Regions from separate parts of the Sus scrofa genome. Here regions 1 and 2 are each linked to region 3. Evidence: chromatin contacts called from public HiChIP or PLAC-seq data. All regions are on one chromosome and are shown on one strand. The core of a region is the stretch at or near the end of the contact, and the rest is flanking DNA. Distances in the headings are between cores, read along the strand shown. Region 1 holds the start of LARP4 (la-related protein 4). Region 2 overlaps LARP4 (la-related protein 4). Region 3 holds the start of SMARCD1 (SWI/SNF related, matrix associated, actin dependent regulator of chromatin, subfamily d, member 1).

The links. HiChIP or PLAC-seq counts read pairs in DNA pulled down with a chosen protein or histone mark.
Region 1: an H3K27ac HiChIP or PLAC-seq map of alveolar macrophages shows a contact between it and region 3. The contact joins the promoter of LARP4 here to the promoter of SMARCD1 in region 3. A contact is called at or near these places in 2 of 5 promoter capture datasets (fetal liver and liver), 1 of 47 Hi-C or Micro-C datasets (liver) and 2 of 2 datasets of contacts at active chromatin or transcription factors (alveolar macrophages and skeletal muscle).
Region 2: an H3K27ac HiChIP or PLAC-seq map of alveolar macrophages shows a contact between it and region 3. The contact joins the enhancer-like site here to the promoter of SMARCD1 in region 3. A contact is called at or near these places in 2 of 5 promoter capture datasets (fetal liver and liver), 16 of 47 Hi-C or Micro-C datasets (embryonic fibroblasts, epiblast stem cells, fetal liver and 9 more) and 2 of 2 datasets of contacts at active chromatin or transcription factors (alveolar macrophages and skeletal muscle).

What each region holds. Positions count from the first base shown.
Region 1 is chr5:16,174,813-16,179,228 of Sscrofa11.1, reverse strand. LARP4 (la-related protein 4) reads right to left here and starts at 1,980. Exons shown (of 16, transcript XM_021091648.1): 1 at 1,786-1,980. LIMA1 (LIM domain and actin binding 1) reads left to right here and starts at 2,187. Exons shown (of 11, transcript NM_001114676.1): 1 at 2,187-2,263.
Region 2 is chr5:16,217,022-16,221,590 of Sscrofa11.1, reverse strand. The region is part of intron 2 of LARP4 (la-related protein 4); the gene reads right to left. Among named protein-coding and RNA genes, the nearest start is that of LARP4, 42 kb to the right of the region's middle. Within about 2 kb of position 1,405, at least 2 of the 83 cell types and tissues checked have an H3K27ac peak or open chromatin away from gene starts, as enhancers often do. A contact at or near this core is called in alveolar macrophages, where this site is marked.
Region 3 is chr5:15,991,061-15,995,799 of Sscrofa11.1, reverse strand. It overlaps SMARCD1 (SWI/SNF related, matrix associated, actin dependent regulator of chromatin, subfamily d, member 1), which reads right to left and starts at 3,022. Exons shown (of 13, transcript NM_001244613.1): 1 at 2,817-3,022; 2 at 1,977-2,164; 3 at 1,686-1,728; 4 at 1,467-1,589; 5 at 864-986. The coding sequence starts at 2,993. It overlaps ASIC1 (acid-sensing ion channel 1), which reads right to left. Exons shown (of 12, transcript XM_021091640.1): 12 at 4,509-4,739.

The DNA of each region.
Region 1 (4,416 bases), core at 731-3,230, 180 kb before region 3:
CATTTTGAGTATTTATTACCTGCTTTTAACATATTTGCTAACTTATACAATTTATGTAATTTTTTTTTTGGCTGCATCCACAGCATACAAAAGTTTCTGGGCCAGGGATTGAACCTGAGTCACAGCAGTGACCTGAGCCACAGCAGTGACCTGAGCCACAGCAGTGACAATGCTGGATTCTCAACTGCTAGGCCACCATGGAACTCCTAATTTATATAATTAGGGGAGGGGGCATGCTCACTGCATACGAAAGTTCCTGGGCCAGGGATTAAACCTGTGCCACAGCCAGCAATCTGAACCGGTGCAGCGACAATGCTGGATCTTTAACCTGCAGAGTCACATAGGAACTCCTTTAAAATATGTAATTGTTTTCTTTCTTTCCTTTTTTTTTTTTTTTTTTGCCTTTTAGGGCTGCACCTGCTGCATATGGAAGTTCCCAGGCTAGATGTCGAATTGGAGCTGCAGCTGCCAGGCCAGCTGCAGCCACAGCAACTCCAGATCTGAGCTGCATCTGCGACCTACACGAGCTCATGGTAAGCCCGGACCTTTAACCCACTGAGTGAGGCCAGAGATTGAACCCGCATCTTCATGGACACTAGTCAGGCTCTTAATGTGCTGAGTCATGACAGGTACTCCTATGCAATTTTTAATAGTGTTTATGCTCAATAACTGGCTCATAGAATCCTCCTAAATGTAGCAATCCACCTCACAAACTTGTAAACCAACTATGGTGTACTACTAGCTCTTATTTTCAAAGGGCGCTAAGGGAGGCTCCGGAAGAGCAAACAGTAGTTTGCTTAGCTAGTAAGTGGCTGAGTAAAGATCTAAATCTAGGTCTAAAATTCTTTGTGGAGAATAAAGGCCTTTATTGACTTGATTTTTAAAAAGGGGAGGTATATATTAAAGGAACTCCACATACCACCGTATATATTTGCTAGGGCTCTCTAACAAAACTGGCAGGCAGCATGGGAATTGAAGAGTCTTGATGCTTGATTCCTATCCGGAATCAGTCTGGGCTGGATATCTGAAAGAATAAGGAAACAACTGGACTACCCATCATCTGTCGCTGGAAATTTCTTATTAGAAATCTTTCTTAAGGAGTTCCCATTGTAGCTCAGTGGAAAGGAATCTGACTAGTATCCATGAGGATGCAGGTTAGATCACTGGCCTCGCTCTCTGGGTTAAAGATCTAGCATTGCCGTGGGCTGTGTTGTAGGTCGCAGATGCGGCTTGTATCCCAAGTTGTTGTGGCTGTGGCTAGGCCCACAGCTGCAGCTCGATGTGACACCTAGCCTCAGAACCTCCATATTCCGTGTGTGGCCCTAAGAAAAAAACCCCTTCCCTAATTGCTTTAGGAAGTGTAAATACAGCCATTTACCACCACCATCCCCTTATAGTACTTATCAACCTACATGAATTCGAAAAGCTTCAGAAAACTTGTGGTTTAAAACCATACCACACTTGAGGTGCAGAAGGAAAAGACACTATCAAAGGGCACTGATGCAACTGCACGTACCAGGGGGAAATTTGGGGGCAGGATGGCCAAGTGCTAGGCCTCTTGACTCTAAAGCCTTTGAGCACTGCTCTTAGTGAAGAAATAAGGTTAGAGATGCTGGAGAACTTGCAGATCTGCCCTTGTCCAATCCCTTCCTTTACATGAAGAAACTCAGCTCTAGGGAGGCGAAGCGACTTGAACGTCAAGCGGGTCGAGTTAGGATTAATTTATAGTTCTTTACACCACACCAAAAGGCCTCCTCTAAAACACCCTCCCTGCACAGAACTTACCCCGAAAGCACCAGGAACCTGGCTGGGGACTGGCCTATACTTGAACCTAGGAAAAACTTCCTAGCCGCTCTTGAGTCAAACTGCGGTAACTCTGAGTCACTGCTCAAGCCAAAGTACAAAGGCCCAGAGCCCTAGGCCATAAAACAGCGCGGATGCCTCAGAGAAATTCCAGCGCGAGCCCCGGAAAAGCAGCCACGCCCCTCAGAACGCCGGCGCGCGGGGCGACGCGAGCAGCCGCGAAGGCAAGACACGCAGCCGGCGGAGCGCGCACGCTCGCCCCTAGGCCGCAGGGAGGCGGGCTGACGGGCGCGCCCCCGCGGCGGTGGGCGGGGTCGGGGCGGGGCTCTGAGCCGGACCGGGGCGGGGCCGCAGGGAGCTGTAGGTGCTGCGGCTAGGTCGCGACAGGTGCGCGAGGCAGAGCGCCAGGGACCCGTGGCAGGGCTGGTAGCAGCTCGGAGAAAAGACCGCTTTTAGCCAGGTAAGAGTCTTCCCTCGCCACATCCTCCACAGCCGGAGAGTGCGCAGAGACCCGGGTTCCCTCCACACCCTCTTTCTCCCGCGACTTCTGGGGTGGGGGGAACACAAGGAGCGTGAACCCCTCCCCCTCAAGAAAGAGAGTGGAGGAGCTGCTGGTCCTTTCCTCTCTTCAGGGTAGTACGCTGAGGGGTTGGGAGTAATTAAGTAGATCTGAGGCTTTGCTGCTTGAAGACAGGAGCTCATAGGACCCCCCCACCCCCACCCCGCCCCGCCCCGCCCCGCTTCCATCAGGAACACTTCTAACTATATACTTTTTTGGTGTGGTAGAGGAAGGTGGCAGCTCATCAATAATACAAAACAGTCTCTCAGGGAAATATTCTAATAATTCAGCCTTTCTTTTCTATTCTTCATTTTCAGCCATTCTCTCCCTCTTCGATTTTTCTCCCCTTCCATTCTGCCAGTTGGACTCTGTAAGAAACTTACACCTTTTTGAGGTATGTTGAGAGTATAGCAGTCTTGCAGCTGGATATGTCACCCCAGAATCGCTATCATGTATATATCTCTGGCACCTGTCAATACGTGGGTGTTAATATAAGGTAATTGTACACCTCTGGCTACACCTACTAAGCCTAAAGTTGTAGGTGCTAGGGGCTAACCATCTGGCACACTTCCTTACCTCCTTACTGGTGCTTAGGACCCTGGTGAGAGATATTTGAAGTACTATTGTCTTTCACCTAATTCCAGCTTTTGAAAGTCTGCATAATCCAGATGGTTCTATTGACTTGACTTTTCAAGTTAGTTAAAAGTGCTTAGGGAGTTATCAGTCTTTTAGACAGTGACCTTTTGTAAGGGGAGGAGTCTTTTTTTTTTTTTTTTTTGCGTTAGGCATTCTTTCTTTTGCTCTTGATTTAAGTGGCTAAATGGAATACTTTTCTTCTGCATAGTTACTAATACTATTCACAAATAATAAGTATTTTAGGATCCATGAAATAATGCTTTCTTCTGAGCCCTGATGTAGACAAAAGGAAAATGACCCTCAACAAGCATTTCCTCAGTTCCTGTGGAGGTTCAACCTAGATGAAGGATGACATATTTTAGGTAGACCTTCAAAAATATGTGTATGCATATATATATTTCTTGTTTTCCATTGGCAGAACAACACATAGCATGGTGCTAGATAATCACTTTAAGAACTTATTTCAGGAGTTCCCATCGTGGCTCAGCGGAAACGAATCTGACTAGCATCCATGAGGATGCAGGTTTGATCCCTGGACTCGCTCAGTGGATTAAGGATCCAGCCTTGCCGTGAGCTGTGGTGTAGGTTGCAGTAGCTACAGCTCCGATTGGATCCCTAGCCTGGGAACCTCCATATGCCCTGGGTGCTGCCCTAAAAAGACCGAAAAAGGTGGCGGGGGGGGGGGACTTATTTCATTTTTTGGAGAAAATATTCAGTGCCTCTTGTAATGTCAGTCTTGTGGATTCAATGTTCTAAATGTTCTTACTATGAAAGAGCTTAAAGTCAAATGGGTTAGGGAGGTCAATAGATACACTTAGAGTATTAATGATGTCAGTGCTGTGCTAGACATCAACCCAGAGTGCTGTAGGAGCAGAGAACACAGTTTTAAAAAAAAAAAATCCCTCTTCTTTTCCTTAAAAACAAAATAAAATCAACAACAGCAAAAACCTTTGAGCAGTAGTGAGTGATTGTCTTCAGACCATGTATTTGCATCACTTAACATTCTTTGCCTTGTGTTCTGCCAATACTATGGCCTTTTGATAATGGGATTAGGATTTATTAATCCTGTGCAGTTTAGCAAATAAATTGGCAGAGCTATTTTCTCAGTTCTGTATTGGGCCTGGAAGTGTTGTTATCATGTAGTCCCTGAACTCTAGAACCTCTGGGGAAGAGAATAGTGTATTGGCAACACTGGCAAAGCAGGGTCATTTTGTAAAAATTGCTCTACTGTATCACTTTGTTTAACTTTGTACATTCAGGTTTTGTTCCAGATTCTGGTAAAGGTGGGCCAAATTTTAACCCTCTAATAATTCTAAGAAGAGAAAGCTTCAGAAGTGAAAACAGTTCTATTAACAGCATATCTTGATGATAGAGGATACTTAAATGCTTCCTAAGGTACCCTCAGAATGTTTTTTTTT
Region 2 (4,569 bases), core at 156-2,655, 230 kb before region 3:
CCTTGACCCATGTATTATTTACAAGAGTTGTTTTTTTTTTTTTTTTTTGTCTTTGTCTTTTAGGGCCACACCCATGACATATGGAAGTTCCCAGGCTAGGAGATGAATTGGAGCTAGAGCTGCTAGGCCTACACCACAAACAGCAACTCAGGATCTGAGCCATGACTGTGACCTACACCTCAGTTCATGGCAACACCGGATCTTTAACCCGCTGAGTGACGCCAGGGACTGAACCTGCTTCCTCATGGATACAAGTCAGATTCGTTACCACTGAGCCATGCTGGGAACTCCAAGGGTGTTTAATTTCCGTGTATTTTAGGATTTTCCAGTTAACTTTTTTTTATTGTTTAATTCCATTATGGTGTGAGATCAGACATTGGATGATTTCTGTTCTTTCAGGTTTGTTAAGGTGTTTTTCATGGCCACAAAAAATATAGGTTGTTTTTGGCATTTTTTCTGCTTGGTGTTCTTTGAGTTTCCTGGTTCTGTGGTTTGGTGTCTGACATTAATTTGAGGAAATTCTCAGTAGTCAGTGCTTCCAATGTTGCTTCTGTTGCTTTCTTTCTTCTCCTGGTACTCTCTTAACATGTATGTTACATTTTTTATTAGTTGTTCTGCAGTTATTGCTTGTGTGTGTGTGTGTGTGTGTGTGTGTGTGGTGTGTGTGTGTGTGTGTGTGTGTGTATTCTGTTCTATTTTTTTGTCTTTTTTCTCTTTTTCAGTTCTGGAAGTTTCTATTGTCATATCCTCAAGCTCAGAGATTTTTGCTCAGTCATCCTCAGTCTACTAATCAGGCCAGCAGAGGCATTCCTCATTTCTGTTTGTTTCTGATCTCCAGCATTTCTTTTTGATTCCTTCTTAGAATGCCCCTCTCTCTGCTTACATTATCCATCTGTTCTTGCAAGCTGCCTACTTTTTCATCAAAATCCATAGCATATTAATCATAGTTAATTTAAATTGCAGCCTGATAATTACAACATCCCTACATATCTTACTCTGCTTCTGAGGCTTGTTCATCTCTTCAAGCTGTATTTACTGCCTTTTAGTGAGGCTTGTAATTTTTTATTGAAATCTGGACGTGCTATACTATGTGAAAGGAAAAGAGGTCTTCAAGGGTGTGCTGCTGAGGTCTGGAGGAAGGGGAAAACATTTTATAGTTCTATGATTAAATAGGTCTCAGTCTTTTGGAGAACCTATGCCTCTGGACCGTGAACTTCACCAGTGCTTCTCAGTCTTCCTGACCCTACACTACCTTAGATGGGACAGGATGCCTAGAGGGAGCTGGAATTGTTTTTTCCTTTTCCTCCAGTTTGGGTCCCGTTAAAACTCTGGCATGTTAGACTCTGGCAAAATAGTTTCTCTTGAGGGCAGATTTGCTAAGAACAGAATGCTCTGCTGTATTTCAAAACGGTTATACTTCTCCTTCCCCTGAGGGAAACATGAGGGGATTTTTCTACAATCTTCACTGTCAGGATCTAGTAGAGTTTCTGAAGATCCCTTTGATGAGGTCCCCTTGGATTTTTTAACTCTCAGACTTGCTATACTGAGCCTCCAGCAATTCATCAATTACAATTAAGGGTTTTTTGAGGTTCCCATCGTGGCGCAGCGGAAATGAATCCAACTAGGAACCATGAGGCTTCGGGTTCAATCCCTGGCCTTGCTCAGTGGGTTAAGGATCCAGCGATGCAGTGATGCTGTGAGCTGTTGTGTGGGTCACAGACTCAGCTCGGATCTGGTGTTGCTGTGGCTGTGGTGCAGGCCGGCAGCAACAGCTCTGATTCGACCCCTAGCCTGGGAACCTCCATATGCCGAGGGAGCGGCCCAAGAAATAGCAAAAAGACAAAAAAAAAAAAAAATTTCTCTGCACTTACATTTTGGTTGCAAAAATGGGCTCATATCAGAAACGTCTTTTAACTCGCTTTGTTTCACATAATAGTGCATCTTTGAAAATTTTCTGTTTTTTCTTTGTTTTTGTGTTTTGTTTTTGCTTTTTAGGGCCGCACCCACAGCATATGGAGGTTCCCAGGCTAGGGGTCGAATCAGAGCTACAATTGCTGGCCTACACCACAGCCACAGCCTCCCAGGAACGGAGCCACATCTACAACCTACACCACAGCTCATGGCAGTGCCAGATCCTTAACCCACTGATTGCAGGGATAGAACTTGCAATCTCATGGTTCCTAGCTGGATTCATTTCGGCTGTGCGACAGAAACTCTGAAATTTTTCTATGTTAATAGATATTTATTGTTTTTATTTATTATTATTATTTTTTTGTCTTCTTGTCTTTTTGCTATTTCTTGGACCGCTTCCGCGGCATATGGAGGTTCCCAGGCTAGGGGTCGAATCGGAGCTGTAGCCACCAGCCTACGCCAGAGCCACAGCAACGCAGGATCCGAGCCGCGTCTGCAACCTACACTACAGCTCACGGCAACGCCGGATCGTTAACCCACCGAGCAAGGGCAGGGATCGAACCCACAACCTCATGGTTCCTAGTCGGATTCGTTAACCACTGCGCCACGACGGGAACTCCTGTTTTTATTTTTGTTTTGGGTTTTTTTGGTTTTTTTTTTTTTTTTGGCTTTTTGTCTTTTTAGGGCTGCACCCATGGCATAAGGAGCTTCCCAGGCTAGGGGTCCAATCAGAGCTGCAGCTGCTGGCCTACGCTACAGCCACAACAACGCCAGATCCAAGCTGAATCTTTGACCTACACCATAGCTCACAGCAACACCAGATCCTTAACCCACCTAGCGACGCCAGGGATTGAACCCACCACCTCATGATTCCTAGTCGGATTCATTTCCGCTGCACCAGGACAGGAACTCCTAGACTTAATGTATTGGCTGTATGATATTTATTGCATAGAGCTATCACAATTTAGCGAACTGTTCTCCTACTGATAGAAATCTGTATCTTTTTCAACACTGCAGACAACGCTGCAGCAAATATCTTTGCACAAGTTTATATATTTATATGATGATTTCCTTATGAAAATTTCAGTAAAATAATTTCTTTCCAATTACAAAAGCAATCATGTTCAGGAATTCCCATTGTGGCGTGGAAGAAATGAATCTGACTAGTATCCATGAGGATGTGGGTTCAATTCCTGGCCCTGCTCAGTGGGTCAGGGATCTGGCTTTGCCATGAACTGTGGTGTAGGTTGAAGACACAGCTCAGATCCCACATTGCTGTGGCTGTGGGGTAGGCCAGCAGCTGTAGCTCTGATTCCACCCCTAGCGTGGGAACCTCCATATGCCTAGACTGCAGCCCTAAAAAGCAACAACAACAACAAAAAAAGTAATGCATGTTCATGTTGAAAGTTCGGAAAATACAAACAAGTCCATGCCCTGGATGCTGTTAATATTTTAGGCCATGTTCTAATTTTAGGTTTAAGAATACTGTCTAATAAGTAATGAACTATTACTGAGGCTTGCTCTTCCTGATTTTGGTCATAGGAGATATTCTGCCTTGTTAAGGTGACTTTTATAAATAGGGATTATATATTAATTTTACTAGTTTACCTTTGTGAGTTCTAGGGTCACTCAATTTCCCTGTGAGTTATCTATGTTCCCGCAAATGTGTTCAAGCACAGCTTATAATAAGGTTAATTTTCTCTATCTTGTTTCCAGGTTTAAGAAGATTCCCAAGTGACAGTAAGATTAAACAAAAACATGTTGAAAGTAAATTTCAGTGTTTCAGTAAAATGCTTATTTTCCTCTTTCATGTATATACATCGCTTTGCCTATCCTACGCTTTTTATATTCTGCCTGTGGTTCTTCATGTTAAACCTCTTCATTGACCACTCAAGAAAGAATATCTTCTGCTCTAAATTACTTGAAACACAAAGCTTCAACACACACCGAGGTAGGCTGTCACAAAATAATCCCTGATATGATGGCAAAGTGGCACAGTCTACCCCTCCCCACCCCAGTCCAAGCCCAAAGATGCCTCAGGAATAAGAAATAAATGGGTAAAAAAAAAAAAAAAAAAAAAGAAGAAGAAAAGAAAGCCAACAAGAGGCTTTATTCTGGAGGGTTAGAAGGTGGTTATGATTTGATAAAGAAGGGAGGACAGAGGAGGGCAGGCTCCCAACACAGAGAATAGATTGGGAGAGAAATTTTGAGTTGGGCTCTTTTCTATCCACCACATTGCCCAGAGAAGATCACTGCCTTTCCCATCAGCCCTTCTACAATATCAGAAAGCAGGTTTGCAGGGGAATAATACTGGGGTAAAGAATAAACAAACACATAATATACGCATTTTTCAAAATACATATGCATATGTGTACATATATATATACATATATATATATTTGTCTTTTTGCCATTTCTTGGGCCGCTCCCACGGCATATGGAGGTTCCCAGGCTAGGGGTTCTAATCAGACCTGTAGCCACCGGCTTACACCAGAGCCACAGCAATGCAGGATCCGAGCCGAGTCTGTGACCTACACCACAGCTCACAGCAACGCCAGATCCTTAACCCACTGAGCAAGGCTAGAGATCGAACCCGAAACCTCATGGTTCCTAGTCGGATTCGTTAACCACTGAGCCACGACGGGAACTCCAGTATAT
Region 3 (4,739 bases), core at 1,773-4,272:
CTGACTTACCCACCTCATTTCCCCAAAGGAAAGGAGGTAAGTTAGGCCAAACCTCTGCACACAATAAAGCGAGTCTGAACAGGGAAAGGTCTGACTCTAGAGGGGAAATGAATCACAGGTAATAAGCAGCCAGAACAAAAACTGCTTTATTTGGATGACATGATAACACTGGCAGATGGACCGGACCTATATAGAAAAGAAGGAGGCTCTGACACGAGCCCTGGTTCTCCTGAAAAATGCATTCATACTGGCTTGCCTGTGAACAGCTAAAAATAGAGAGCAAGAGAATATAAGGGAATGGCAGGTGAGCTTCCCCAAGGAGCTTCTGGGGTGTGAAGTCTGGGGGCTATCACCTGTCAGCTGATGTTCCCCATGAGGCAGCAAAGAGCCTGTCCGAGAGACCTCGCCCATGGAAACTGTGAAATGTCTCCAGTGGAAACTGGGAAGACGGCAATACTGCAGCGGGAATCAAGGACCTCAAGGACTCTGGGAGGAAAGCAGGGCCTCAAATGCTAAGTGCAAACTCACTTGGTTTAAAAAACAAAAACAAAACCAGAACAACCCTAACTGGAAAATCTGCAGATACTGCCAAATCCAAGGGCTAGCAGCATCAGGAGGGAGACAAACAACAAATCAAATCCCAGGGCAATACGGTTCTCCATACGATACCACAGAGAGAGCCAGGCTGTGGGAGCCAGACACAAAGAACCATTGTCTTTTAGCGCAGGGAACACAGTGACCCTCTCCCTGCTGTTCCCAACAGGAGCTGTGAGCACCAGTCAGGCTTCCTGCCAACCAGACAATACTGCTTGTTCCCAGCAGCTCCCACCCTAGATGCTGACCACAGTGGACCTTGAACTCACATCCTCCAGGAGGCGTCCTTCTACCCGAAGCTCCCAGGAAGCCACCGTCCCTTCCCCATCCTCGGCATCTGACTTAGCCGGATTGAAAGTGTTAGAAATGAAAATTCGCAGCTTCCGTTTTTGCTGAGGAAGGCAGAAACAGGATTGACAGTGGGGCTTCAGTGGTTTCACGCTGAAGACCAGGGTCTCCCCAAACCCCAAAACGTCTCCTAACAGACTGGCTTACTATTTACCCAGGCCCTGGGGTGGGTGGACGGAGATTCCACCTAGAAGAGCACAGGCCACTGGCCCAAATGCAAGTGCATGCACTGGGGTGCCAGGTAGACAAAGTCATGCGAGGTGCCAGGTTCCCAAGGTGACAGAGCAGTTATAGCAAAAACACCAACAGAGTATATTTCTGGTGCAAGAACTACCAAAAGCCCCTCCCCCTGAGCTGTTCTGTTCTTATGCTTCTAATGTAATTCTCGGTTTGTAGGCGGAAGGGAGAGATGTAATTTAAATGCCAAGGAGAGCGGCGCTATGCCTTTGATTTCTCATCCTTAGCCTGCTGAAGGTTCCCGAGTCCTCTCCTTTGGCTCTCTGCCTAGCACTCTCCTGCGTTACCTTGATGGGACGCTTCAAGGCCTCCTGGATATCTAGCCGTTTCCTCATGATAGTCTGGTCCAGTTTCCTTTCAAAAGCCAAGAGATCCATATAGGCCTGGGATTCTGGTACCAGTTCACGAATCTGAGGAACAGAAAGGTATCATTGGGATCTAGAGCTGGCCATCTCTCTTCTCCAACTCAACACACCCTCAAGAAGACCTATACAGCCTGGACTCACCCTTTGAGGTAGAATTTTGTCAGCCATCTTCTTTTTCTTTGCACTGTTTGGAATAAATACTGTTATCAGGTTGGGATGGAACTAGCCAGAACATGAAGACAGGCTGTCAGCACCTCCATTTATAGTCAAGAGAAAGAACCGCAAAGCTTCTCTCAAATCAAAGACACCCCCCACCCCCACCAAACACGAAACAGTCTCCACTGTCTGCTGACACAGCGTCGTCACTTCTTGCTTGAGGTACTCCCACCACCTGTGTCCGCCCTCCCGCTCTCCACCCTGGGGTCATCTTACTTGTGGTTCCGATTTTGGACCGCCTGTTGCTGGACCTGCTGGATCTGCTGAGGTGCAGGTCTCTTGCGGGACTGGTCCATCCCTGACTGGGCCAGGCCAGGTCGGACTGAAGGGTTCCCCCCATAGCCAGGGGGTCCCATGGAAGGTCCCTGAGGTGTCATTCGGCTGCCTGGTAGCATACCTGGTCTCTACAGAGGGGAGAGGACCCAGAGATGTCATGGCTTCCCTTGCAAACCCCACCAGGAAAGGGAAAGTGGGGGAAGCCTGAGTTCTCTGAATCGAACCAGGCTGGGGGCATGGGGGGTGGGAGAAGACCCCTCTACCTCTTTGAAATATAGATCACTGGAGCTTCCTCTGCTCCACTTGTGATCCCACAGGGGACTCCAGCCCAAAGCTAAGAGAGCAGATTATACTCAAATTCTCCCCAGTCTAGTTTGTATCTGCCATTGGACATCTCCTCTGCTCCCAGTACTCAGACAGCACAGCCAGCTACCATCTCCTCAAAAGCTGACCTCAATTTGCCAGGTACACCTTCTGTGCTCCTCTGGGCACTGGAGCTGCCTAAGCCTTTTTGCACTCCAACTCTCACAAGCCCACCCTTGGCCCCGCTTCGTTCACCCTGGTTCTACACCCCGACTCCCCAAGGAAACAATGCCCCTACGAGCTGGTGGGGATGCTAACCGCCTCCCCTCCCTTCCGCGCACTGCCTCCCCCGACCCTCCCTCGCGAACCGAATCCCTCCCAGGGGAGTCCCTCCTACTCCTCCCCCCACCCCGTCACTCCCAGGCCCCCGCTCGGCCCCGCCCCCGGCCCGCGCGCCCCTCCTCCTGCCCCACTCACCGGATAGGCCGCTCCGGGCATCGGGGAGCGGTACAGCCCTTGACCCGGCGCCGGGCCCATTCGCACCGGAGGCCCCGGAGTCCCGCCCGGGCCCAGGGCAGCCGCCGCGCCCGCCCCGCCTGAAGCTCCGGCGCCGCCACTCGGAGCCACAGACTGGAAACCCGCCCGGGCCGCCATCTTTCCCGGAGCCGCTGCTGCAGCTGCACAAAGAACCGGAACCGGAACTCCCCCCGCCCCCGCGCGCCCCCAGCGCGCCCGCCTGTCCGCCCGGCCGGCCCGCCGGCACGGGAGGCCCAGGGCAGCGAGACTGTGGGCTAGAGGGGGGCGACGAGCGGAAAAAGCGTGCTGACCACTCCCTCCAGCCTTCGCGGTCCGGCAGGGAACACCATCGAGAAGAGCTCTGGGATAGAGAGGCCCGTGAGCGGGCGCCCCCAGGCCGGCGGGAGGAAGACAAGGACCTGGAAAGGGGGACCACAGCACCGTCCCAAAGCTCTGATGAAGAGGGTGATGGAGTAACTGCTTCATCTGGGCGCAGGGCGTTTTAACTTTCCAAAGCGCGTGTTTCTTTTCCTTCTCCTCCGGCTCTAAGCCCAGGAGCCGAAGAGGAGGACGCACCTTTCCATTTTGCAAACAGGAGAGGTGAACTCGAGAGGAAATGACTCGGTGTAGTCAACCAGCAAGTTAACGCGAAAGCCAAGGCTTAGAATCCAGGTCTGGCTCATAGCCCAGGGCTCATGCCACAGATAAAGTGCCTCAATAACTACCTAATGCTAGAACTTCAACCCAGCCTTTCCCCTGACCTTTAACCTAACCTGCTTCCAGATTTTAAGTATATTTTGAAGTTTGACCCCACGCCGTCTCCAAAGCCTCCTTTGTACTAGGATTTCTCTTTGGGATCTTTGTTAACCTTTGATCTCTTCCTCTTTCCCTGCCCAGTGGTTCAAACCATTTCTGGTGTGATGGTCAGCTTGTCCCATCCCAGGACCAGCGTATCCCTGCTCTGGCTCCCTTACTCCTCCCCTGATTGGCCCCAATCCAAGGTCAGCTCTTAGTAGGAAGTCCTACATACTATTCAAATAAGAGAAGAACGACACTGAAGAGGAGATGGTTGAAACCCAGTTTATTAGACCAGAGACATGCGTCACCCATAGCCCTGCCTGCTGTTCCCCATCTGGTGCACACCCTTTGGCCTTGCTCCTGCTTCCCTCTGGAGAGGTCTGATCTCCTAGGAGTTCCCAGGAACCCAGAGTTCCCAAAGATCCTACAGCCTCACCCTGCAGCTCCAGGTCAATGCACAGGTGACCTGCCACAGGTCTTGTTCTGGGGGTGGAGACTGAGAGACAGCTGGGCAGAGAAGGCCTGGGAAGAGGCAGCGCTCTGGCCTGAGGGGAGCGCCTGGTGGAGGAGGCACGGCAGGTCCTTGGCCTCACAGGTTTCTCATTAAAGTAGGAAGGGAGGGACAGAACGGCAGAGTTTTAACTTCCCCTCTAGGCCTGTCTCTTTCCTCCCGCTACCAAACCATACCTTACCAGAAAATATAAGTGGTGGGCTTGGGTATTAGGTGAGCAAAGGGGCCTGGGCAGCCAGGAGGGAAAGGCCACTGACTAAAGACCTCAGCTGCCACCTGTCAGCACCCTGCTGCTTCAGCTGCAGGGGTCCCCAACCCTCAGCTCCCTCTGTCTTTGCCACCCCTTGACGTATTGTGCGGAAGAGATCTCCATCCCATGGGAGGGGGCTCTCTCAGTAGCAACCCCCTTCCCTGGAGAGGTCACAGTCAGCCAGGCAAAGGACACTGGGGTGGGTGGAGCAAGGGAGGGAATGTTAAGGCTGCAGGGAGGGCAGAGGGTGCCCAGGTTAGGGGGAGAGGGTGAGGCCAGAAAGAGGCAGAGCTTGTAATTCACAGCTTCCTTTATGTCACCACCG